2 separate regions of the Drosophila melanogaster genome follow, and region 1 is linked to region 2. Evidence: chromatin contacts called from public Hi-C data. All regions are on one chromosome and are shown on one strand. Each heading gives the region's core, a stretch centred on a gene start, on an enhancer-like site or on the middle of the called end of the contact. The rest is flanking DNA. Distances are from core to core; before and after follow the strand shown.

Region 1 (4,554 bases), core at 718-3,217, 3.7 Mb after region 2:
AGTACAGTAGTTTCTGCAATGTTAATCTATTGTGGCGCAGCTCCTGTTCGGCTTGTACGATTATCAGCTAGGCTCGGTGGAAAAAAAGATTAGTTAGGGAAAAATTTTGCCACGACACGATTGCACATCCTTACATAGAAGTCGTGTGTAAGTTCCTGCAGTGCCTCATTCAATGAGTTCATCACCTGACCCAGGCCGTCGGTAGCCGCGATTATCTTCTGCACGCCCATGAAGTAGGAGGCCAATGGCAAGATTTCCCGCACCTGGTGTGTCAGCGAGCGATCGAGGTGCGTGTGTATGTCAAAGTCCGTGTCGTATTTGGCCAGGCCAACGGCAGAAATAATTGGCTTCTGAGGCACCAGGAGGCTTTCTCTTATGCCCGTGAGGCAGTGCAGCAGCTCGTCGAGCAGCATACTCTCCTGGCTGAGAAGCGGCATTGCCGCGATCTCTGCCCTCGGCACCTTGTCCCCGTCCACCTTGTAGTATTCCCACAGTAAATGGGTGCGGTACTCATCGGGCACATCAGTTAGCGTCACCAGGTCATTCGGCATTGACTTTGGGCTGTTGCCCGTTTTGTTGGTCACCGAGCGGTAGCCGCTCAAGGATTGATCGGAAACGGCATTAAGCACACGTTCCTTGATCTGTGTGGGTTGATCATTGATTATTTGAAGGGGCCAAGTAATTGGCAGCGAACAGCACACCATACTTAGTCTGCACTCACCACACTTAAGTCGTTGCGCTCATCCTTGCCCGCTCCACGGTTACGGTCCATTGGGCCGCGCCTGACAAAGACTACGGGTGTAGTGTCGGATTCAGTGGCCTTTTTGCAATTCACCGGCGTCGAGGTGGGAAAGTCCTGGGACTGGGTCAAGCTAAGCCTGGTGGAACCAGATACGTTTTGCGATGTGGTTAAGATTGTCGAGGTGCTTGCGATTGCCAATGTGGTGGGGACTGAACCGGCTGCGGAATTAACATCCGAAGTCTTGTTTCCGTGCGGCAAGCCCATCGCTGAAAGGCTAGTGGAACTGCTGCTCTCGGAGACTGGTTTGCATTCGCTGTATCGCTCGACGAACACCAGCAGTGCGTACATGGGATCCTTATTCTGCAGAATGTGCGAGATCTCCTTGGTCACCTCTGCGAAGTTGGGACGCTTCTCGCTGATGGACACCAGGACTTTGATCAGATCGCAGGCTGGCAGCCGCCGATCACTAGTGGCCCGAAACTCCCGAATGATGCTCTCCGGAGTTAGGGGCGATCTGTGGGATAAAAAATGACAGTAAACTATGGTGCCAATGGCGGGAAAGAGGCGGTGCAGGAGCAACGGCTAGATCGACTGGCCACCTGTGCACTCAATCCACTTACTGCGACTCGCTGATCAAATTGGCGAGCACACCGCGCAGCGCATGGGGTTTACTCATCACGGAGATGGCAATTTATAGTTCCGCGCTTCTCAATTTACAGTTATAACCGGCAATTGAGCTCTTTTTGAGTGCGCCGCTCTTCTCAATATTTTGTTGTTCTTTTCCGGGTTGCTTGAGTGCCGACTGCAGCGACAGGGTTGTCATCTGTCCTTGTAATGTTCTAGTTTTTTTTTCAATCCTTAGCCGTTTTAAAATCGCAGATGCTCATTTTATTTTACGCGCTTGCAGCAATTTCGGAATCAATTTAAACTGAAATGAGCAGCACAAGCAACTTGATGCAAATTGGCATTTGTTGGTATTTAATTGTGAGGATGTGGTGACACTGGTTGCTGGCGAAAAAGAGGGGTGCGTTTAGCATAGTTTACACTGGACTGGCCACTACTGTAACTTATTTGCGTTAAAGCGTGCAAAGCATTGAAAAAATACAAATTTTGTTAAATGAAAAAAGCTGTACATAAAAAATAAATAAGAAATACTTTCTACCCACAGATTAAATAATTGAAACTACTCCTCTATTATTTTATTCTATCTTAACTTTATATTCTTGTTTAATCAACAAAATTTATATCTGGCAACTGTTTTGATTTTAAATTGCAGGCAAGTGATAGTGTGAATGGCCCATAGAGCAGCGGACAGTGTGACCGTGCCATAAGGGTAAGTGTAAGACCGCACTGCTGAGCGCAGGCGCAGTCCAAATCAGCTGCTTTGCAGCGATTACAGTCGCGTCCCTGATCTTCTGCAGCCGAAATCCGTGGGCGTTGCACCAACACCACCAACGCACTGCACAAACCGCCCACCAAGGACACGGTAGCGACCGACCGGAAGCCGCAGAGCATACGAATCAACACTTCTGGCAAGAGGAAAGGAGCATGTTCCCCCACTTGAAGGGCCATGGTCAGCGGGTCAACCTGCAGTTGCTGCAGGAGGCCGCCTGCCGCGAGCTGCTGCAGCAGCTGGACCGCATTGAGGGTTCCAAGGTTATTGTGCTGGACGAGACCATGATCGGACCGCTGGACTTGGTTACCCGGCCAAAGTTATTCGCTGATCGAGGCATCCGTCTGCTGGCCCTCAAGCCGGAGCTTCATTTGCCGCGCGAGGTGGCCAATGTGGTGTACGTGATGCGCCCACGCGTGGCGCTGATGGAGCAGCTGGCCGCCCACGTGAAGGCAGGCGGAAGAGCGGCCGCTGGACGGCAGTACCACATCCTGTTCGCCCCGAGGCGGTCATGTCTGTGCGTCAGCCAACTGGAGGTCAGCGGCGTGTTGGGCAGCTTCGGAAACATCGAGGAACTGGCCTGGAACTATCTGCCGCTGGATGTCGACCTGGTATCGATGGAGATGCCCAATGCCTTCCGCGATGTGAGTGTGGACGGTGACACTAGCTCGCTGTATCAGGCGGCAGTGGGCCTAGTGCAGCTGCAGCGTCTATACGGTCGCATTCCGAAGATCTACGGAAAAGGAGAGTTTGCGCACAGGGTATGGGAGCACGCCAAGCAGCTGGGCCGGGATGAGCGGACTCTGTACAACGGCGACAAGGGTGTCGTCGATCAGTTGATCCTTCTGGACAGAAGCATCGATCTGCTCAGCCCGCTGGCCACACAACTCACCTACGAGGGGCTTATCGATGAGTTCTACGGCATCCGGCAGAACAAACTGACGCTGCCCGCCGAGAACTTTCCCTCTGACGGAGCCCTTCCCGGAGGCGGAGGCAGTGGCCCACGAGTCGAGGAATCGCAGTCGCTGCTGGGTGACACCGAGAAAAAGACCATCCTACTGCACTCCGGCGAGCAGTTGTACGCGGAGCTGCGGAACAAGCACTTCAACGAGGTCACCAAGCTGCTCGCTCGCAAGGCACGGGAAATTCACGTCCAGATGCACGCCACCTCCCAGGACAAGAGCGTGCAGGAGATCAAGAGCTTCGTCGAGAACCTCCTGCCGCAGCTAATGGCCCAGAAGAAGGCCACCTCTGAGCATACGGCCATCGCTGGCCTCCTGCACGAACAGGTGAACGCGGTGCGCTTCGCTGACGACCTGGCTGCCGAGCAGGAGTTCATGGTCTGCGCAGATATCGACAAGCCAAGCGCCTACATCGAGGACCTGATTGCCTGCAGGGTGGAGTTGAATCGCGTCCTGCGGCTCATCTGCATGCAGTGCCACGCCGCCTCCGGATTCAAGGAGAAGCTGCTTAACCACTACAAGCGCGAACTGGTCCATGTGTACGGTCTGGAAGTGCTGCTCACCATCAGCAACCTGGAGAAATCGGGCCTGCTCCATCTGCAAACAGAGTCGCGGGCTTACAGCGTTCTGCGAAAGGTGAGCGCCAATTCAGTAATCCAACCATATTTAGTTATAAGTTATATAGTTATTTGTGAGTGAATATATGAGGGAATGCTATTTAGGATGTTGCTACATCAAAACATCATTTTCTCTTGCAGACGCTGCACCTCACGGTGGACGACAACGTTGAAATTGAGCCAAAGGACATCAGCTACGTGCACAGCTTCTACGCTCCGCTGACCGCGCGCATTGTGGAGCATTCGCTCAAACCGCTGGGTTGGCAGACGCTTAAGAGCCAAATCAATAACCTGCCCGGACCGACGTTCGAGGACTTTCAGGCGCAGTTGGTGGGCATCGGTGGACGGCATACGGTCACCACAGTCAGCGAGGGATCCCTACTGAATGTGCCGCGAGTGGTGCTCGTCTGCTTTGTGGGCGGATGCACGTTCGCTGAAATAGCTGCGCTGCGTTTCCTCGCCGCCCAGGAGGACAACAACGTGGAGTTCCTGATTGCCACCACGAAGGTGGTCAACAAACACTCCTTCCTGGACAGCCTGATGAGCTCGTGAGGCCGGCGGCTAAGCCGACTGGAAGCCTATCGCCTGTCCAACGCCCACGGCCTGGCACGTGGATGAAACGCGTCCGTTCCGCTGAAGCCGAGATCAAAGAGAAAGGGCAAGCGGCGCAGCGCGGCAATCGGGACTGCAGATGAGAATCCAGGATGCTAGGGGCGTTGTGAATGACACGATTACTAAGGACTCGCCGGCAAGCGGAAACCATAAAATATTTATTTTTCGAACGCGGCATTTATTATTTATTCTTGTAACCTAAAGAGCATGTATGTATATAGATAGATT
Region 2 (4,333 bases), core at 1,369-3,868:
AGTAACGATGCAATACTATCTGTGGGCGGCAGCAGATTGTTGCTGCCATTGCTGCTGCTGGTGAAATTTCCATTTGAATTGTTGCTATCCTCGCCCATGCTGCCAGCGCTGTTGATGTGATAGATCATCCCATTGTTGCCGGGTCCTGCCGCCGATCCGTTGCCCATTGCAACAGCCGAGGATCCGCCACCGACGCTACTATTAGGCGTGACGAGGCCAACTCCACCTCCCTGGCCACCGTTGGCCGCACTCATGGCACTGCCGACCCCCACAGAGGATCCGGCTATGAAGGTGCCACTCAGCGAGTTGGCATTGCATCGACTGTCGCGTTCCGCTTGCAAACGCTGGGCACGTTCCCTCCGGCGTTTCTGCTGGCGCTGTTGCTTGGCATTCAGACTCAGATGAGTACTGCTACTGGAGGTGGTGCTGTGGCCATTGGTATTCCCAGCAGCCACCGCTCCTGATCCCGCTCCGAAGCCGGACTGATTACCGGCTATGCTAGCAGTGCCTCCCGCACTGGAATTCAGCTGTGGCATTATTGTGGATCCCGCCGCCGTCGGAGGAGACGTCGGGGATCGCGAATCTATGCCGGCTGAGGCGGAGACGGCCGCTGCAGCTGCCACAATCGAGAGTTCCGTGTCGGAGTCAAAGTCACAGGCACTGGGAGCCATCGATACCGTCGAAACAGATGGACAGGTGGGCTCCGATATGGAGACAGGTGATGCCGGGGGAATCGCTGCCACGGCCATGGTTTTGCCGCCATCCGATGCCGACGTCGCCGTCGTCGTCGTCGCCGCCGTCGAGGAGGTGTTCGATACAAACGATGGCCGAGCACGAGGCATGGAGCCCAGATCGGCTATATTGGCACTTGCTTGAACTAAGGCGGTCGCCGTCGGCGGAGGAAGATGCAGTACCGCCAGGGCGCCGGTCGAACTCTTTGATATACTCTGGCCCACTACCGTGAGCACTGTGGACTGTGGCTGTGACTGCGATTGCGACTGGGACGACTGTGAGCTGGAGCTGGAGTGTGAATGTGAGTGGGAGTGCGACTCGCTCTTCTCATCCTGGACTGGGACAGCGGGAACGGAGGATCCGATGTCCTGCGACGATGATATATGCTTGATTTGGGATCCTATTCCATTAATACTACTGCTGCCCGACGCAGACGTCTTTGATTTAGCGCTGGCATTTGATGTGTCCATTTCTTTTGCTACGTAAAGCTTCCAGTGGATTACACTTCAGTTCCTTTTCCTTGGGAATACAAATTATCGATGAGCATTATTATGTATATTGCTATCTGGACCAAACCTTTTCCAATGCATTCGACTATTATTTTTATCTATATTTCTTTACTTTTTTTTTTTTTTTCTTTGGAAGGAGGGGTTTTCTATGCCAGCGATAAGGCGAGAAAGCTTTACAAATATTGGATTTAAGGTGCTACTACGGCCGATTCAATCGCGTGTATTTTGAAAAAATCGATGCTGCGCCGACTGTTTTTACGTGATATTGTTATTTGGTGGCCACTGTGGGGTTTTTCACATTCCGACCGGTTAACATATTTGATTAGAGTCACTAATTTGGTTAAAAATAATAATTGTACAAGTTGTTTTCATTTCGTTTGCTCTTTTTCTTGTAGTCAACTTCCCTATTGCGCTTTTTTCTGTACACACACACATAATATTTAATTCTGCACACTTCTTTTTTACAACAAACACTTATTGTTTTTTCGGGTCAGTGGGATTGCACACAAATCAGAACAGATGTAAAATATAATAAAAAAAATAAATAACATAAAGCCGATATGAGAATTCACCGAAAATAGTCCATATTTATTTTGTCTAGCACTTTATCATTCGTCATATACTCTTCTTCTTCTTCGTATTCCTCCTCTGCTGCTTCTTCGCCTTCTTCTTCTTGAAATATATGTATGCACATATATGTACGTACATGCATGCGTACATATAAATTCGTACGAGTATACGTATGTATATTTATATACACCAGTTCGGTTTTGCTTTTGCTGTTGCTTTTTTTCTTGCTTTCCTTCTTTCTTTCGGCCTTTTTTCTCTATGCCTCCGTGTTCGTGCCGTCTATAAGTCTGCCGCTAGCGAGTGCACAAACCATTCAACCAGAGTTTCACACCGTTGCCTTTGCAAATAAAATTACGATAAAATAATTTTTTTTTTAATTAAAGAGAACATTTTGAAGCAGCTTCTTTTTTATTTTTACTCTTTCGCAGAACTTTAGTTGGCTTTTCTCTTAAAGATTTGCAGAAGCAGCGCAGAAACAGAAACAATAGTGTCATCTCGCTCACACTTACACTTTTCTAATTGCGACATACGTACATACAAAATACGACAACGACAAATACAAATACGACGACGACGACGACGAATTTTTGTGAACTGTATGCGATTGTTCGTACATTTTTACATTTTCCACACACACCGAACGCACAACGAACGGCCAAAACGATCGATTGTGCATCAACGCGTTATAAGCATCGCTACCAAACTAACTGTCATCACGGCTATTATGTATATTTTACATAAAATCCAATATTATTTTCCGAAAATTTTGTTAACCACAAAGAACCAACATAGTCTCTCAGAGACGGACCAAATTTTCGATAGCTGCAGAAAATCATTTTCAAGGGGATAACATTATGATAACTATCGAAGTAGCGGCCAGTCTCCACTGGTGGCCGCGATTTCGGGCGTTTCACACCGATAACAAGATGCGAAAAGTTGGTTTCAAAAAATACTGGGAACAAATGGAATAAATCAAAATCCATTATTAGGAAAAAAACCTGTTTTTTGCTTTTCTTGCAGTTCAGGATTCCCCCACCTCCCAAATAAAGATATTGAACGTTTAAGTATTTAATTTGTATTTCAAATATAGTTACATTTAAATTTATATTGCCACGAAAATGACTCCCATACCCTCCACACATTGGCCTCCTCCTTAAATAATTTTATGATTTCCGTTTGTTACATTTGTATGAATATACGACTATAATATATGGAACAAGATCACATCACAACGTGAATTATAGTAACAACTATAGCTTTTGTCAAGGCTGCACTCTAAGAATAACATTCAAAAACGATTTTATCTGTTTTAAATTCTTTTGAAATGTTCACGATAAATTTAATGCCTTGATTTGTACGGTTCAAATTGGGGCGTGTTCTTTAAATGTTTTCCAAATAGGTCTTGTTCTCGATTTTAAAGGAGCAGAGGCAGCATCAAAAAGAGTCGGAAATGCTATTTAGTTTTGTTGTGTTTCTAACCGAAAGTAAACTATTACAGCCACATCCAAAAGCAAAACAAAAAACCCGATTCGCTAACAGTCGGTAGAAGGAGTGGCCTGATCTTGTGCGTTATTTTTGTTTGTTACATTGCTTTGCAAAATGTGACTTTCCTTTTCTTGTTTGGTGTCATCAGTCTCAGTTTTCGACTTGGGTAGGTTCTTTCGCTCTTGTTCATCATTGTTAACATTCTCCTCGTCCTCATCATCGTCATAGTTGGTTGGTTCCTCGCCCTTGCGCAATAGCTTACCAACCAGCTCATATTTTTCTAAATAACATAATGAGAACGTTAGTTTACCTATGAATCTGAGCATATACATATATATATATATGATTTAATTACCCTTAAACTGCATTTCCCATTCCCGCACAGAGTCCATTTCCACGGCACTTAAATCGCTCAGGTCATCGTATTCATCCTTGTCAATTGAAACCACGCTGAAAGTGGCCAAGTTTCGCGAGGCATCTCTACCCGCAAAAGTTGCGTAGGGTCCACCTGAAAAGCAGAGAATCATCATATGTTACTATCTAAATATTTATATAGTTTTAGTTTGTTGGAGTCAGCAGTCTGGTCATCAGGAACACGGCACCGTTGATAGAAGATAGTATACAATCAAGTGCGCAACTTAAGGCTTTTCTGCGCATCTACGTCACAAGTGTCGTGCATCTTGCTCGCACTCGTTACTTTTAGTTAAAATACTTAAGGAAAAAGTGCAAGCCGTTGTTGAAATGCCACTGGTTTCTGTTTGGTGTCTTTGAACATTTCAATTAAGGCATTTACATTAGGAAGTATTTCGATTTGATAAGGCGGACGACAACTATTTCATATGAAAATGACGATCATGGTGAACTATTTTTGCATTTCATGCTTAACAATAAAAACACCTAGTCGACATTTGGTAGGCATTATTTGATTATTGAATTTGGTTAGATAGTTGCGTTATCTCAAAACGAAAACTTTCTTGTTGATAAGCTGTTAATCTTAGCGCAAAAAAAAATGACGAAATATAGCAGAGATATGAGCA

The links. Hi-C and Micro-C count contacts between places; a contact is called where the count stands out from the background.
Region 1: a Hi-C map of the Kc167 cell line shows a contact between it and region 2, with 2.4 times the contacts expected there. The contact joins the promoter of car here to the promoter of tay in region 2. A contact is called at or near these places in 4 of 107 Hi-C or Micro-C datasets (the Kc167 cell line, the S2 cell line, larval brain and 1 more).

The regions. Positions count from the first base shown.
Region 1 is chrX:19,564,052-19,568,605 of dm6, forward strand. car (carnation) reads left to right here and starts at 1,968. Exons shown (of 3, transcript NM_167664.2): 1 at 1,968-2,075; 2 at 2,164-3,733; 3 at 3,856-4,554. The coding sequence starts at 2,291. The coding sequence ends at 4,266. It overlaps Grip84 (Gamma-tubulin ring protein 84), which reads right to left and starts at 1,547. Exons shown (of 5, transcript NM_001298515.1): 1 at 722-1,547; 2 at 135-641; 3 at 1-67. The coding sequence starts at 1,090.
Region 2 is chrX:15,884,693-15,889,025 of dm6, forward strand. It overlaps tay (tay bridge), which reads right to left and starts at 2,619. Exons shown (of 14, transcript NM_001272656.2): 1 at 2,346-2,619; 2 at 1-1,251. The coding sequence starts at 1,202. MSBP (membrane steroid binding protein) reads right to left here. Exons shown (of 4, transcript NM_132859.4): 3 at 3,652-3,804; 4 at 2,875-3,576. The coding sequence ends at 3,344.